Linked DNA regions of Pan troglodytes: region 1 is linked to region 2. A link is a contact called in public HiChIP or PLAC-seq data. All regions are on one chromosome and are shown on one strand. The core of a region is the stretch at or near the end of the contact, and the rest is flanking DNA. Distances in the headings are between cores, read along the strand shown. Region 1 holds the start of WASF3 (WASP family member 3). Region 2 holds the start of RNF6 (ring finger protein 6).

Evidence for each region. HiChIP or PLAC-seq counts read pairs in DNA pulled down with a chosen protein or histone mark.
Region 1: a contact with region 2 is called in an H3K4me3 HiChIP or PLAC-seq map of stem cell-derived excitatory neurons, with 2.4 times the contacts expected there. The contact joins the promoter of WASF3 here to the promoter of RNF6 in region 2. A contact is called at or near these places in 1 of 7 Hi-C or Micro-C datasets (stem cell-derived neural progenitor cells) and 1 of 1 datasets of contacts at active chromatin or transcription factors (stem cell-derived excitatory neurons).

The regions. Positions count from the first base shown.
Region 1 is chr14:25,719,554-25,726,254 of NHGRI_mPanTro3-v2.0_pri, reverse strand. WASF3 (WASP family member 3) reads right to left here and starts at 2,121. Exons shown (of 10, transcript NM_001362408.1): 1 at 2,004-2,121. LOC134808209 (a long non-coding RNA gene) reads left to right here and starts at 2,311. Exons shown (of 3, transcript XR_010150758.1): 1 at 2,311-2,398; 2 at 2,673-2,772; 3 at 3,091-3,825.
Region 2 is chr14:25,388,443-25,395,542 of NHGRI_mPanTro3-v2.0_pri, reverse strand. RNF6 (ring finger protein 6) reads left to right here and starts at 5,735. Exons shown (of 9, transcript XR_010150399.1): 1 at 5,735-5,812.

The sequences.
Region 1 (6,701 bases), core at 872-3,371, 330 kb before region 2:
GTCTCAAAAAAAAAAAAAAAAAAAAAGAAAGCAAAGCAAAGAAAAAGAGATTCAAGGTCTACAGCAATGGAGAGCCACCCAAAGTGAAAAACAATCTGGGAGTACTCTTCAAAGAAAGTCCTTGGAATTCCAAAGACGATCACTAGTACTAGCCCGTGAATAGGGACAATTCATTTAATACTTGCATTATAACGCAATTGTTTTAATCAAAACATCCCAATAACCAAAAGGTTACCTGCCATACATAGGTTTCTATGGGAACCGCAACGTGTGACTACAAAGACACACTGACAAGAGATAGGAGGCTACAATGTTGGCATGACCACTTAGCAAAGTGTGTTCCACCTTTGTTTTCGTAATTGTTGAAGATAGTGAAGCACATCTTTGACTATTAGGTTGTAAATTTTAAAGCAAACAGATTTTTTAAAAACAAATGCTATTAAGCAACTTCATGTCAGCCAACTGGAAATGCAAGAACAATTTCTATATGTAGATAGTTCTAGAATAAGCACAGGTTGGAAGGTAAATATAATAGTTGACCAAACTTTCCAATATTTAAACATGTGAAAAGACACAGCTTTTGTGAATATCAACTAAGAAAATCTTTCAAGATGAAGAAAAATGAGTACTACACTGAAGTCATTAGAACCCTGGGAGAAGGGAGCTGGAGAGGACACAATGAGAATGCCTTTGGGAAAGGTCAAACCCAGCTTTCGTTTGTTTAACCTCTCAAGCAGATAAAAGAACTAGCTTTAAAGAACCACTGCATTGTTTAACTGCTAGAAAAGGAGAGTTGGGTAAAGCACATATAAAAAGAAGCAACAGAATTTGCCCTAGAGACAATAGAAAGATTAGTCAATTACAATACTTTGAACTTAGTTTTGATAGAGTCGCATTTTAAGCTTTAGATAAACCTAATTTTTAAGATGCAAAATATTTCAAATAGCTATCCTCTCCCCCTTATAAAAAGTAGACTCTGAATCTTAAAACACCATGTTCTGCTATGCATTTAATCTGAAGAACTGCGAAAAGTAGTCTTTTTAATTTTCAGTTTTTGAAAACTCGAGACTGTTGCTGGAAGTAAACCGCTAATTTAAAAATTAACCTTAAAATGAGAAAGAATTCCTATGATGCTCCCATTCATCCCTAAGCCCATCACATAGTTTCTGAATAATTAAGAACTCTCGTCTCCACCAGGGAACTCTCCCTTGCAGAGGGGCCAAATCAAGAAGCAATCGCCATTGCACGTCAGCACCACAAACTGAGAGGAAGCTTCTGCCCTCGCTAAAGCCCAGGCGCGCGGGTAAAGTCCCCCGGAGATGATACCCCGCGCGCCGCGGCTCCGTGCGCGCGGTCCCCCGCACTCGCGGGCCGCCCCACCTCCTCCCCTGCACTCCAAGAGTCCGGCCTGGTCTCCGAGGCCGGGAGCCACGCGGCCCCGCAGCCTCGAGGGAGAGGACGCCCGCAACCAACACGCACGCGGGCACCAAGAGGGCACAGGCCAGGGCGGGGAGGGCCGAATGGGGCCGGGGGGCACGCGGAGCTGGACCAGACCCAGCGAGGGCGCGCAGACACTGAACGGATGCGAAGGTCCCGGACGCGGAGCGGCCCGGGGCGTCGTGCGTGGGGCGCGAGCGGAGGCCCGGGCGCCACTTACGGCGGGGAGGGCGGGTGGCTGCCCCGAGTCCAGGGAGCGCGCACCGGACGGCAAAGGGCCGGAGGCCCGGAGGCGCGGGAGAGAAGGGCCGCCTGGCCGCGCCGTGACGGCGAGAAGCCCCTGCCAGCGCGGGAGCCGGCCGGGAGGATGCGGCCGGGCTGCAGGGATAGGCGCGAGGCGGCGCCGCAGCCCGCAGTGGGCCCCGCCGCCCGGCCGGAGCGCGCGGCGATGCAGCAACTTCAGTTCGCCGTGGGGCCGCCCCTCCCCCGACAGCCGCCCGGCCCGGAGCCGAGAGGGCCACAGCAGCCTACAGCGGAAAGCCGGGGCGACCGCAGCCCTCACTCACCGGTCCGCGGTCCCGCCGCCGGCGCCGGGGCTGCGCTCCGAGCTCCATCGTCCCGCCGCGCCGTGGCCGCCCGGCGCACCCGCCTCGCACCACACCGCACGCAGCGGCGCGAGCGACGCCGCCTCCGGCCCGTCCACGGCCGCGGCCACGCCCCCTCCCGGCGGGGGGGCTCGGCTGGAGCAGGAGGGGGGCTCAGTGCCGGCTCCACCAACCAGGGCCAACTCACGGGGCCGCTTCACCAGGATTGGCGAGTGCCTCGGCCAATAGGGAGCCGGCGAGCGCGCGGAGCGACGGTGCCGAGGGGCGGGGGATTGCGGAGGCGGTGGCTCTCACCGTTGGTCCTCCGCCCCCAGCTCGGGATGAGGCTTAGGCAGCGTCCTTTCCAGCGAGGAGAGGTGGGGATACTTCGGGCCAAGAGACCCTTGTATCACCTCTGGTTGCTAGGTGCCCATTACAGTACCTTTGAGTTTGCGCTTATATCCTAATCCTCCCTGGGTGTTGAGGGCTCCTGCACAGAGGTCCTCTACCTGTAAGGTGTCAGACGTCCTCCAGGGCTGAGGCTTCAGGCAACCCTGAGAGGACTGTAGCCCTGTTCATGGGTTGGTTTTATGCCCTGCTCAAATTCGTTAGCATTCTGCCTTTAAAATCTTCCCATCTCCTTCAACACAGATTCTTCTGTTTTTATCACCCTATCACCAGTCTCTCTCCACCCTAGATGTGAGGAAATCCACAATACTTATTAAAAATAAGATATCCCTGAAACTGCCAGGTAAGCCCTGCCACAGTGGAACATAGCCACGTGCGACCAGATGACTGAGGCATAAACAAACTTAAGAAAAAGAAAAGAGGAGGAAAGGAAAGGAAGAGAAGAAAAGATAGAAAAGCCAAGATAGAAAAGCTAGGTCACAAAGGAAAGGGGTTTAAAAACATCTAATAGAAATGTTACCTTTATTTTAATTTGCATGCCTTTATTCTTTTTATTTACCAATAGGATCACTAAATTGAAAAACTTTTAGGAAAAAATTTTAAATTCTAATGAATAGTTCAAGAAACACTAATTCAAGTTGGTTTGCTCTTTTCTTTACAGATGTGTAATAATGATCAACATCTAACTAGAGACAACTAAAAGTTGGAAAAAATGAATAGCAGTTGATAATTTCACCAAAGTTTGCAACACCAGAAATGCAGTAGAAAAATCATGCAGCCCTCTTCATAAAATGTCTAATCTATTAACCTGCATTACTTCCAAAGGAGGGATTTTAAAAGCTCTTTTTAAAGATGACGTATATTCAGTTTCCATAAAGTGCCATCATTTTAAAAAATTGCTGGTAATTAACAAGGTAAACAGGATTTTGGTGAATAATTACAGTGACCCAGTATTTTAAATATTGATACTAGAGTGACAAATGTCTGCTGAATTGAAAGCTAAATTGGCATTCAAATTAAAATGACTTTCCTTCATTTCATCTTCACTTACCCAGAGGAATAGCTTCCATGTCTATATTTAGGTCATTAATTTAGAACTCAAAAATATGAAAGTATAGATACCCAGAGTGTTTTCAAGGTTGCTAATCATATTTCCCTGGCTGCTTCCCTCTTCGGTGACCCCAGCCTTATAAACCGCTGCTACACTTAGTTTGCACTCACTGTTAGCCCTTAATCACATCATCCCAAAGTGTTCAGGTTTGTTTCGTATAGGTCAGTCTTACCTCTCTAATTAGATCATCAGTTCCATGAGGATAAGGTCCTTATTTTACAGTCCTCTTTCCTCCTTTTATAATGCCTAGTACAGTGCTGAGCATGTGGTAAATATGATTCTATTCCTAGTGTTGTGGTTCATGGTACAAATAAATTATTTCAAATATGGTCTTGTGTGAACCAGTCCTTTAAATAAAAACTGCTTAGAGCAGTCTTGTTGGAGGATTAGAGCCCACCGCTAATAAGTGCCTCATCCTTAATAAGTGCTTGAAAAATGTTGCTGCATCAGGGAGTGAATTGGTGACCTGTAACAGAATCTTGACTAAAAGTGCCTACTAAATAGGGGTGCTTCTTACCACAAAACCAGAAACCTGGAGACAGCCACAGGGCTTCTGTAATATCTCTTCTATGGTGTCATTGTGTCTCAGGCTCTTTCTAGCCATTGTCTCTGCTATCCTTGTCATGTGATCTCTGTCTTCATCCTCACAGGATGCCTGCTTCCCTTCTAAGCATTGCATCACATTCAGGAAAATGGTAGGGGGATGGGTAAAGGGCAAAAGATCAAAGAGGTGCATGCCCGGTTGGGTCTGCATCTTCCTGGGAAGCTTTACCCAGCACCTTCTGCTTGCGTTTTATTGGCCAGCCACGTGTCACATGACCACCTTTAGCTGCAAAGGAGTTTGAAATGCTAAGTATTTAAAGTTGGGGCATTGGCTGGAGAAATATTAGAGTTTTGTTAGTAATGGAAAAGAGGAATGCAGACCTTGGGTATGAGAGTGGCAGTACCTGATGTAGTTGCTGAATAAATGAATTCATGATTGAGCCCTCACTCTATTTATTCATAAGACCCACTTTTTTAAAAAGGCCACTCAGGTGTCAATTAAAAAACAATACAATTTTCAAGTGAGCAAAAGATCTAAACAGACACCTCCCTAAAGTGGAGTTGACAATACACAGATGGCAAATAAACATGCTCAATATCATGTGTCATTAAGGAATTGCAAATTAAAACAACAATGAAATACTATGACATACCTACTAGGATGGCTAAAATAAAAAAGCTAACAGCAACAACAACAAAAAACCTAAGGATCCCAAATACTGGCAAGGATACAAAACAACAGGAATGCCCATCCATTGCCGATGGGAATGCAAAATGGTACGACCACTTTGGAAGACAGTCTGGCAGTTTCTCACAAAGCTAAGCATAGTCTCACAATTCAGTCCAGCCATCACACTCCTAGGTATTTACCCAATTGTGCTGAAAACATGTCCACACAAAAACTTGTACCCAAATGTTTATTCATAATCACGAGACCCTGGAAGAATCAAAGATGTCCCTCACAAGGTGAATGAATAAACAAATTGCAGTACATCCATACAATTGAATGTTATTTCATGATAAAAAGAAATGAGCTATCAAGCCATACAAAGACATGGAGGAAACTTAAATGCATATAGCTAAATGAGAAAAGTCAGTCTGAGAAGGCTACAGACTGTATGATTCTAAGTATATTCATTCTGGAAAAGGCAGTAGGAACCATAGTTAACAGAATAAAAAGAAAGTTTTGTTTCTTAAAATTTTTTAAGCAGGGTCACCTTTGCTGTATTTATGGACCTTTATTGCAGTCACAAATTCTATTGTCCTTCAACTATTGGTAAATCTTTTTTAAAAGTTCTTTATCATTGTACCTTTTAAGAAGTTTTTGGGCTATGTGCAGTGGCTCACACCTGTAATCCCAGCACTTTCGGAGGCCAAGGCAGGAGACTTGCTTGAGGTCAGGAATTTGAGACCAGCCTGGGCAATATAGTGAGATTCCCATCTTTGCAAAAAATAAAATAATTAGCCAAGAGTGGTGGCATATGCCTGTAGTCCCAGCCACTCAGAAGGAGGCTGAGGCAGGAGTGTCGCTTCAGCCTAGGAGTCGGAGGCTGCAGTGAGCTGTGCTCACGCCGTTGCAATCCAGCCTGTGTGACAGAGTAAGACTCTGTCAAAGAAAGAAAGAAAGAAAGAAAGAAGGAAAGAAAGAAAGAAGGAAGGAAGGAAAGAAAGAAAAAGAAGGAAGGAAGGAAGGGAAGGAAAGGAAAAGAAAAGAAAAGAAAAGAAAAGAAAAGAAAGTTTTGGGGAGGTTTTCCTGACTTTTTATATTAAAATTTTTCCAATGTAAAGAAAAATTGAAAGAATGGTAGAAGGAACACCCATATACCTTTATCCAATTACACAAGGCCACATTTGCTCCATCAGTCTCTCTCTCTGTCTCTCCATAATTTTTTTTTTTTTTTTTTTTGAGATGGAGTCTCGCTCTGTCGCCCAGGCTGGAGTGCAGTGGCGTGATCTCGGCTCACTGCAAGCTCCGCCTCCTGGGTTCACAAGATTCTCCTGCCTCAGCCTCCCAAGTAGCTGGGACTACAGGCGCCCGCCACCACAACTGGCTAATTTTTTGTATTTTTATTAGAGACGGCGTTTCACCGTGTTAGCCAGGATGGTCTCGATCTCCTGACCTCATGATCCGCCTGCCTCGGCCTCCCAAAGTGCTAGGATTACAGGCGTGAGCCACCGTGCCCGGCCTCTCCATTATTTTTTAGCTGAACCACTTGAAGACAAATTGCAAACACCAAGATACTCTACCTTAAATACTTCAGCATATATCTCCAAAATAAAAATGTCTGGATCATTCTAGTGTACAAGCAGAGCCGTGCATAGCCTATAAAATGGAACCGTGGAGACTCGATACCTGTAACTACTCCAGACTCCATTACTACCCCCTCCCAACTTTTTCTCTGTAAATATTTGACCAACCTGGTATACAATGCTGGTATTATACTGAAGTACAGTAAAATAAAATCTAGCAGCAGGGAAACTGGTGACAAGGTATTGTGGTCAAGAGAATTCTGGTGATGCAAGTGACTGTCAGTGTTCTGTGAAATCCCGTGCATGCAGCGTGTAGTGAAGCCAGTCCGGGGCCCACAGGGCAGTGAGATGCAGCTGTCTAGCATTAC
Region 2 (7,100 bases), core at 4,486-6,985:
ACGGACTTCAGAGGCTTAGTCCCAAAAAAGGGTGCAAAGTATCTCCTTAGTATTTCTTCATGATAATTGAATGTTAAAAAATTTTTTGGACATATTGACTCAAATAAAAAGAATGATTTAAATGGGGGGGGGGGGGAAGAAATATGTTCTCTACAAGGTAGAGGATAGAGGCTAACAAGATTCAGAGGCCTGCCTCATCAGTGAAGTTTTTAAAGATCCAGTGGTCTGGGGTAAGCTGGAACATCCCCTCCAAAGTACAAGACAAGTTCTTGTAGCCTGAATTCCTACCACCAAGAAGAAAAGCAGAATACTTGGTAGGCCTCTGGGTTTTGAAGGCAGCATATTCACTGTACTTGGCAATATATTTATCAGGTGACTTGGAAATCTGCTAGCTGTTAGTGAAGCTCAGGGTGATAAAAGGGCTGTATAGTAGGTACATTCTTTGGTACAAGCAGACCTGTCACTTGGACTCTGTGAGCCAGCAGATCCCATGGTACTAGAGGTGTCTGTTGTAAAGAAAGATGCCACGTGGTACTTCTGGCAAGCCCCAATAGGCGAGTCACAGCACAGACCCCAGGATCCTGGAGCAAGGCCATGCCATCTGCTGCAGAGAACTATACTCCATTTGAAAAACAGCTCTGTCATGATACTGGGCCCTGGTAGAAATGGAGCATCTGACCATGGGACACTAAGTGACCATGAGACACAGAGTGATCATAAGTTGGATTCTGTCAGACTCTCTGTGTCATAAGGTCAGCTGGGTGCAGCAGCAATCCCCTGTAAGGAATCCAGTAGGTCTGCAATTAGATCCAAGCAAATCCAGAGAGCATGAGTGAGCTGCACAAATAGGTGGCTGAGACCCCCATGTCACCTGCTACTGTTGTACCAACGCCTCTCCCTAAACTCATAGCTATGGCCGCAGGGGAGTTCCCCATGAACAGTTGACAACAAAAGAAAAAAATCCAAGCTTGGATCTTAGATGGTCAGCTGGGTGTGGATGCAAGCTGGAAATACCTGCTGCAGCACTGCTGCCCCACTCAGGGGTGGTTCTGAAAGAGATGAAAGGGAAAGCATAACATTTGGCAGAGCTTCAAGCAGTGCATTTAGTCATCGACTTTGGACATAGAAGTATGTTGCCCATATACTTATGGACAATGACAAATGTTAGCTTCGCTTGTTGGTCAAGGGCCTGGAAGAAGGAAGATTGGGAAAGGCTGGAGAATAGGCAGGAAAATACACTTATGGGAAGGGGCACATAGTGTAAGGACCTTTTAGTACATAATGCCCATTAGAAAGTTTCCACTGCAGAAGAGGCATCAACCAACTGTGTAGACAAGATGTCTAGGCCAGCAGATACCAGGCAGCCTCTGTCTGTGGCCACCCCAGTTCTCGCACAAGGGGCCCATAGAGGGAGTAGCCATGTAGCAGAGGTGGAGGCTATGCATGGGCCCAACAGCTTGGACTCTCTCCAAAGCTGATAAAACTACTTCTGCTATCGAATGTCTGACCTGTTTGCAGCAGAGACCAACACTGAGTGCTCAAGAATGCCAAACAGCTACCGGGTGGCAAGTTGATTACACTGGGTCCTTCCAGCCTGGAAAGAGTCCCATTTCATCATGACTGGGTTTGACATAAATTCCCAGTACAGGTTTGCTTTTCCTGCCTGCAGTGCTTCAGCCAGTACCACTACTGAAGGACTTACAGAATGTCAGACAGTCTGACACAGGATCTCACATAACACTGCCTCAGACCAAGGGTCTCACTTTCCAGCAAGAAGATACAGTGTTGGGCACCTGACCAGAGGATCCACTGGTCATACCACATACCATACCACTTGGAAGCTATCAAATTGATAGAGTGGAGCAATGGCCTATGGAAGGCATAGCTGAAATTCCACCTTGGAAATAACCCCTTGTGAGGTTGGAGCATTATCCTTCAGGATAATAAAAATATACACCTTAAACCAATGGCTGGTATATGGTGCTGTGTCCACAGTAGATAGAATACATGGATCCAGTGATCAAGGGATAATCAGGTCCTATACTCAGAGGTGGGATGCTTTCATCATACGACACAGTAAGAGTCCCACTAAACTGAAAGCTATGGCTGCTCTCTGATCACTGTGGGCTCTTAATGTTGGAAGACCTGCAAGCAAACCATCAGAACAAGGTGGAGGCTGCTGCTACATAATTAGACCAGAGAGGAATGCACTGGGTACTCAGGAGATCCAATGGGGGCATTTCTTGGTATTCCTGTGCCTAGTTGTAACTGTAAATGAATAAGTACAGCCACCATAGCCTGGTAAAAGCATGATAATCAGGGTCTGAAACCCCTCAGGGATGAGTGCCTGGTTCAATCCATCAGTCAAGCCACCTGCACCAGCAGAAGTGCTAGCTGAGGTGGAGGGGAATCTAGAAAGGGTAGTGCAGGAGGGAGATAATAAGTATCAGTTATGGCCTTGGAACCAGCTGCGGCAACAGGGGCTGTAGTTTGTCCCAATACCCTTGTCTTTTAAAAATTTCCCAGAAATTGGGATTAGAAACTGCTCAGATGGAGAAATTTCACATGAGAAGCAAAAGATCTCAGCAATACAAAGCGTGGACCATAGTGAACGTTTTTTGTTTCCTGCCCAAATCCACTCTATAAGCTCATGCATCTGTACTCCAGCTGCTGGGAGTGTTGGATAACAATTTCAGCTGCCTTCTTCTCTAGAGAATTTCCCTTGGCTAAAACAGGAGCCACCTCACGCATGAGGTTCTGCTGCAATCCTGCCCCTGAAGATCTCACCCAATGAGGGACAGGCATGTACGTACAAAGAGCTGGCCAACAAGGCCACTTGGTGGTGAATTTCACGGGATCAGTGGAGGCTCATTCTTGTTTCCTTGTCCTCCTGGCCAATCCTGTTTCCTCTATCCCCTTCTCCAGAGTGCACCGTCCTAATAAAACACTTCAATAACAATCCTTGTCTCAGGTTTCGTTTCTAGATAACCTGATCCAAGACCATCTCTGGCCTAATTAAGACCCTGGTTATCAGGAGTATCCTTGAGGGTTGTTTTTATATGCAGAAAAGGACTATTCCGAAGTTTCTCTTGAGGAATGAAATACTGAGACATGCTACAACATGATGACCCTTGAAAACATTATGCTAAGTGAAAGAAACCAGACACAAAAGACCACATGACGTAGAATACCATTTGTTTGAAATGCTCAGAATAGGCAAATCCAGAGACAGAAAGTACATTAGTAATTGCCAGGGGCTGGGAATAGGGTGGAGTAGGAATGAGAGTAATTGTTAATAGGTATAGGGTTTCCTTTGGGGAGATGAACATGTTTTACAATTAGATTGTGGTGAATGCTGCGCAAGTCTGATTATACTAAAAACCACTGGATTATATACCTTAAATGGGCAAATTTTATGGTATGTGAATTATATCTCAATAAGGCTGTTAAAAGAGCTATAAGGAAATAAAGAACATATTATTTAAAAAATCTTTGTCTTAAACAGTTAATATTCAACTTATTAGTTCCAAATTCAATGTCCTAGTTACAACTTAGGTTTTTACGTTTGGTTTACAGCTCTTATTATTCTAGTGGTAAGCATAGTAAATCTTTCTGTTTTTGTTTTTTTTTGAGATGGAGTCTCGCTCTGTTACCAGGCTGGAGTGCAGTGGCACGATCTCAGCTCACTGCAACCTCCACCTCCCAAGTTCAAGCGATTCTCCTGCCTCAGCCTCCCAAGTAGCTGGGACTACAGGTGTGCGCCACCACGCCCAGCTAATTTTTGTATTTTTAGTAGAGATGGGGTTTCACCGTGTTGGCCAGGATGGTCTCAATCTCTTGACCTCGTGATCTGCCCGCCTTGGCCTCCCAAAGTGCTGGGATTACAGGTGTGAGCAGCTGTGCCTGGTCAAGTATAGTAAATCTTAACAGTCATTTGGAATTAGCCCTTCACTAACTTTCAATCTCATTCATATACATATTTAATTATCTTCAAACCAACATTTTAAACTGTATTTATAAATTTAATATTTTATCTCATTCACAAGTACTTCAAATGTTACATGTAATTTCATCTTTAAATCGTATATAATAATTTTTAAACTAATAATAAAACAATATGGGGAGCCTATATTTCTCTTTGCTGCTCTGATGCCATCCATAAACTTAGTAAGATTTCAACTTAAACTTAAAACTTGAAATCGAGTGCTCCATTTTGTTTTAAATTGTAATTAAGGCTGTCGTTTTATGAAGCCAAAATCTTTTAAACATGACAAGTACATAATTTACCAGATATACAGAGAATCCTTTTAATGTTATGGTTTTAATTATTTTACACCTTTGTATTCCTAATTGTAAAAAGTCCAGGAGTTACATGAGGCATACACATTACAAAGGCCAGGTACCAATCCAATAAACAGAAATTAATCAGACCAGAGACCTTGGCAGGTTCTGAGACCTGGAGTAGATATCCAGAATGATTCATCTGTCTGTTCCAGCTGTTGTATCTAAGCCCCTCTTTGTAGTCATTTTGTCTTGGACTACAAAAACTGAAGCAAGGTGTTGGATTCAAGTTACATACATTACCTGACTCTCTACTCACAAAAACCTGCAGCTTCCTACCTGGTAAATCACTTGATTGGATTTTTATTTAGACATTTTTATAATAGTTTTTTTTTATTCTTAGGGTATATAATAGGAAATAGGAAAAATAGGAAGAGACACATGTCTTTTCCACTCAACATGCAAAAAGTATTTGCACTTGGATTATTGCATTTGATTGCACTCTCCAAAATTCACAGATATTAAAAATGATTTCTACTTGTTATTTTCTATGATGTGTGTTCACAATATCTGAAGTCGTTGTACTATGTGCATTAATCCCGTTTGCCAAAAGATTGCACTTTTCTCTGCTCATCTATGCAGTAGGCTGAGGAGAATGTTCTGCCAAGTGCTGTGCTAAGTTCTGGGATTACAAAAATGAACTAGACCATTTGATCACACTCAAGGAGTTCAGACTCTAGGTAGTAAAGACCTAAAAACAGAAAATCATTTTAAGTATTTGCTCAATGGCTCTTTTTCCATGGGAAAAGAGGGCAAGGACTTCATTCTATGAGGACATGACTGTCTGATTCACGGCTGTCATCACCAGCACCTAATACATAGTCACACTCAGTATTTGTTAAATACATGAATACATGCTAAAATAGGGTTATATATAGAGGGAGTATGGGAGCCCCCAAAAGGGACATTTGCTTAGTTTTATGTGTAAATATCGGGCTGGAGGGTGAGGTAAGGGTGTTACTTCAGAGGTATTAGGAAAAATTCCTTAAAGATGAGAACTGAGCTGAGTTTTGGGAGACAGAGGAAATTAGGTAAAAGTGGAGTTGGGGGTTGCTTAGGAGTTCCCATATCTTGTGGCGGAACTTCAAGCAGTTTCGGAGTGCCAAGACAACAGCCTGTAAATGTAAGCAGCAGAAAGATCTGGAAGGGCTTTCTAGGCTGTTTTATATATTTCCATTTTAGTATCCATATCCATATGCTTATTTTAAACACTTGTCCATAGATCCTTACTACACTGGTAGCTCATTGATGCTAAGGACTGCATGTAGCGTGTTATCCAGGTGCCCAGCATAATAATGGGGATATGGTAGTTCCTCAAAAGTTAATGCAGAAATGAAAGAACAAACGGAAGAATAACAAGTAACGGCATTGTGAGCACTCTCCAGTGAAGTCATCAGATGGTAGGGATGTCAGGAAAGGGGACTATACCAGGTTAGACAGAGACCTACTCAGCATCTTAACTAATGGTGAGGTAAGTTTAGTAAGCCTCACATCTCAGAAATAAAATCAGAGAGAGGAATGTTGGGAGTTTCAAACTGCTTTCCTAGCAGGAAGGTGAAAAAACACAAAATATAGTGGGGTGCGGTGCCTCATGCCTGTAATCCCATTTTGCTGAGGTGAGAGGATTGCTTGAGGCCGAGTACGAAACCAGCCTGGGCAACATAGCGAGACCCCCGTCTCTACAAAAGAAAAAATGTGAAATTAGTGGCAAGCGCCTGTAGTTCCAGCTACTGGGATGAGGAGGGAGGATCGCTGGAGGCTGCAGTGAGCTACGATCGCTCCAGCCTGGGCGACAGGATGAGACCTTGTCTCAAATAGAGATAGATAGACAGACAGACTTCAGAATTTATTAGGGTTTGTAATTTCCAGGTTCCAACGCACAGCAAGGGAAAGGGCCTGGCTGGGTAGTACGTTACACCCGGAAGTAAAGAGACGCATACACCGTTGGGTGCACTTTATAGTCTGGCTGGCAAACAAGCGACACCGAGGCGCAGAGTTAAGTGCTGGGACTTCCCAAGCCTGGAAAGCAGACTGTGTCTCTGCGACTACGCGGCTGCCACGAGCGCTGAGCGGCCGGGCATTTGGCCTCGAGGAGGAGGCACTGTAAGGGCGGCGCAAGAGGGCGGAACGCGGGACGCCAAGCACCCTAGCTCCCGACGGACGCAGTTTTCAGTCGCACGGGCGAGCTCCGGGCCGGCTGCGGAGCGACTCCCCTCCGCCAAGTGGGCGGCGTGGCTGTCGGGAAAGAAGGGCTGGGATCTGCCGTTCTTCCTCCCGAGTATCCCCTCCAGCTGGACGACCCCACGCTGCAGCACGGGCTTCCGGCTTCTCTCCTCAGTGGCCAATTCGAGGGCACAGCGGGCTGTGGAGGCGCGGCGGCAAGCCTATCCCGCCTCCCAACCACAGCCTCCAGCACCCGAGAGAACGGCCGCCCACAGCACACGTTTTCCGGAGAGGAGGGCGAAGGCCCAAGACCTGGAGAGGTGGGCTCGAGGGAAAGATCTGGGTCCCACCACTACTTCCTGGAGACGCCGGGGAAAGCAGGCCATCCTTCGAGCCACCCATCTCTTCTCCGATTGGTTAACTGCCTTCTTTTTGCGCTCCGCTGGCTGGTGATTGGTTGGGATGCACCGTCTATCACCTGCTTCCTTGTGAGGATCTAGGTCTCTAAGGGAAGCGTTAATTGAGGCTCGGTTGGGAAGAGGTTGGTTGGGCCTCTTGAGCCCACTTTATTTATCGTAGTGGGGATCGCCCCCCGG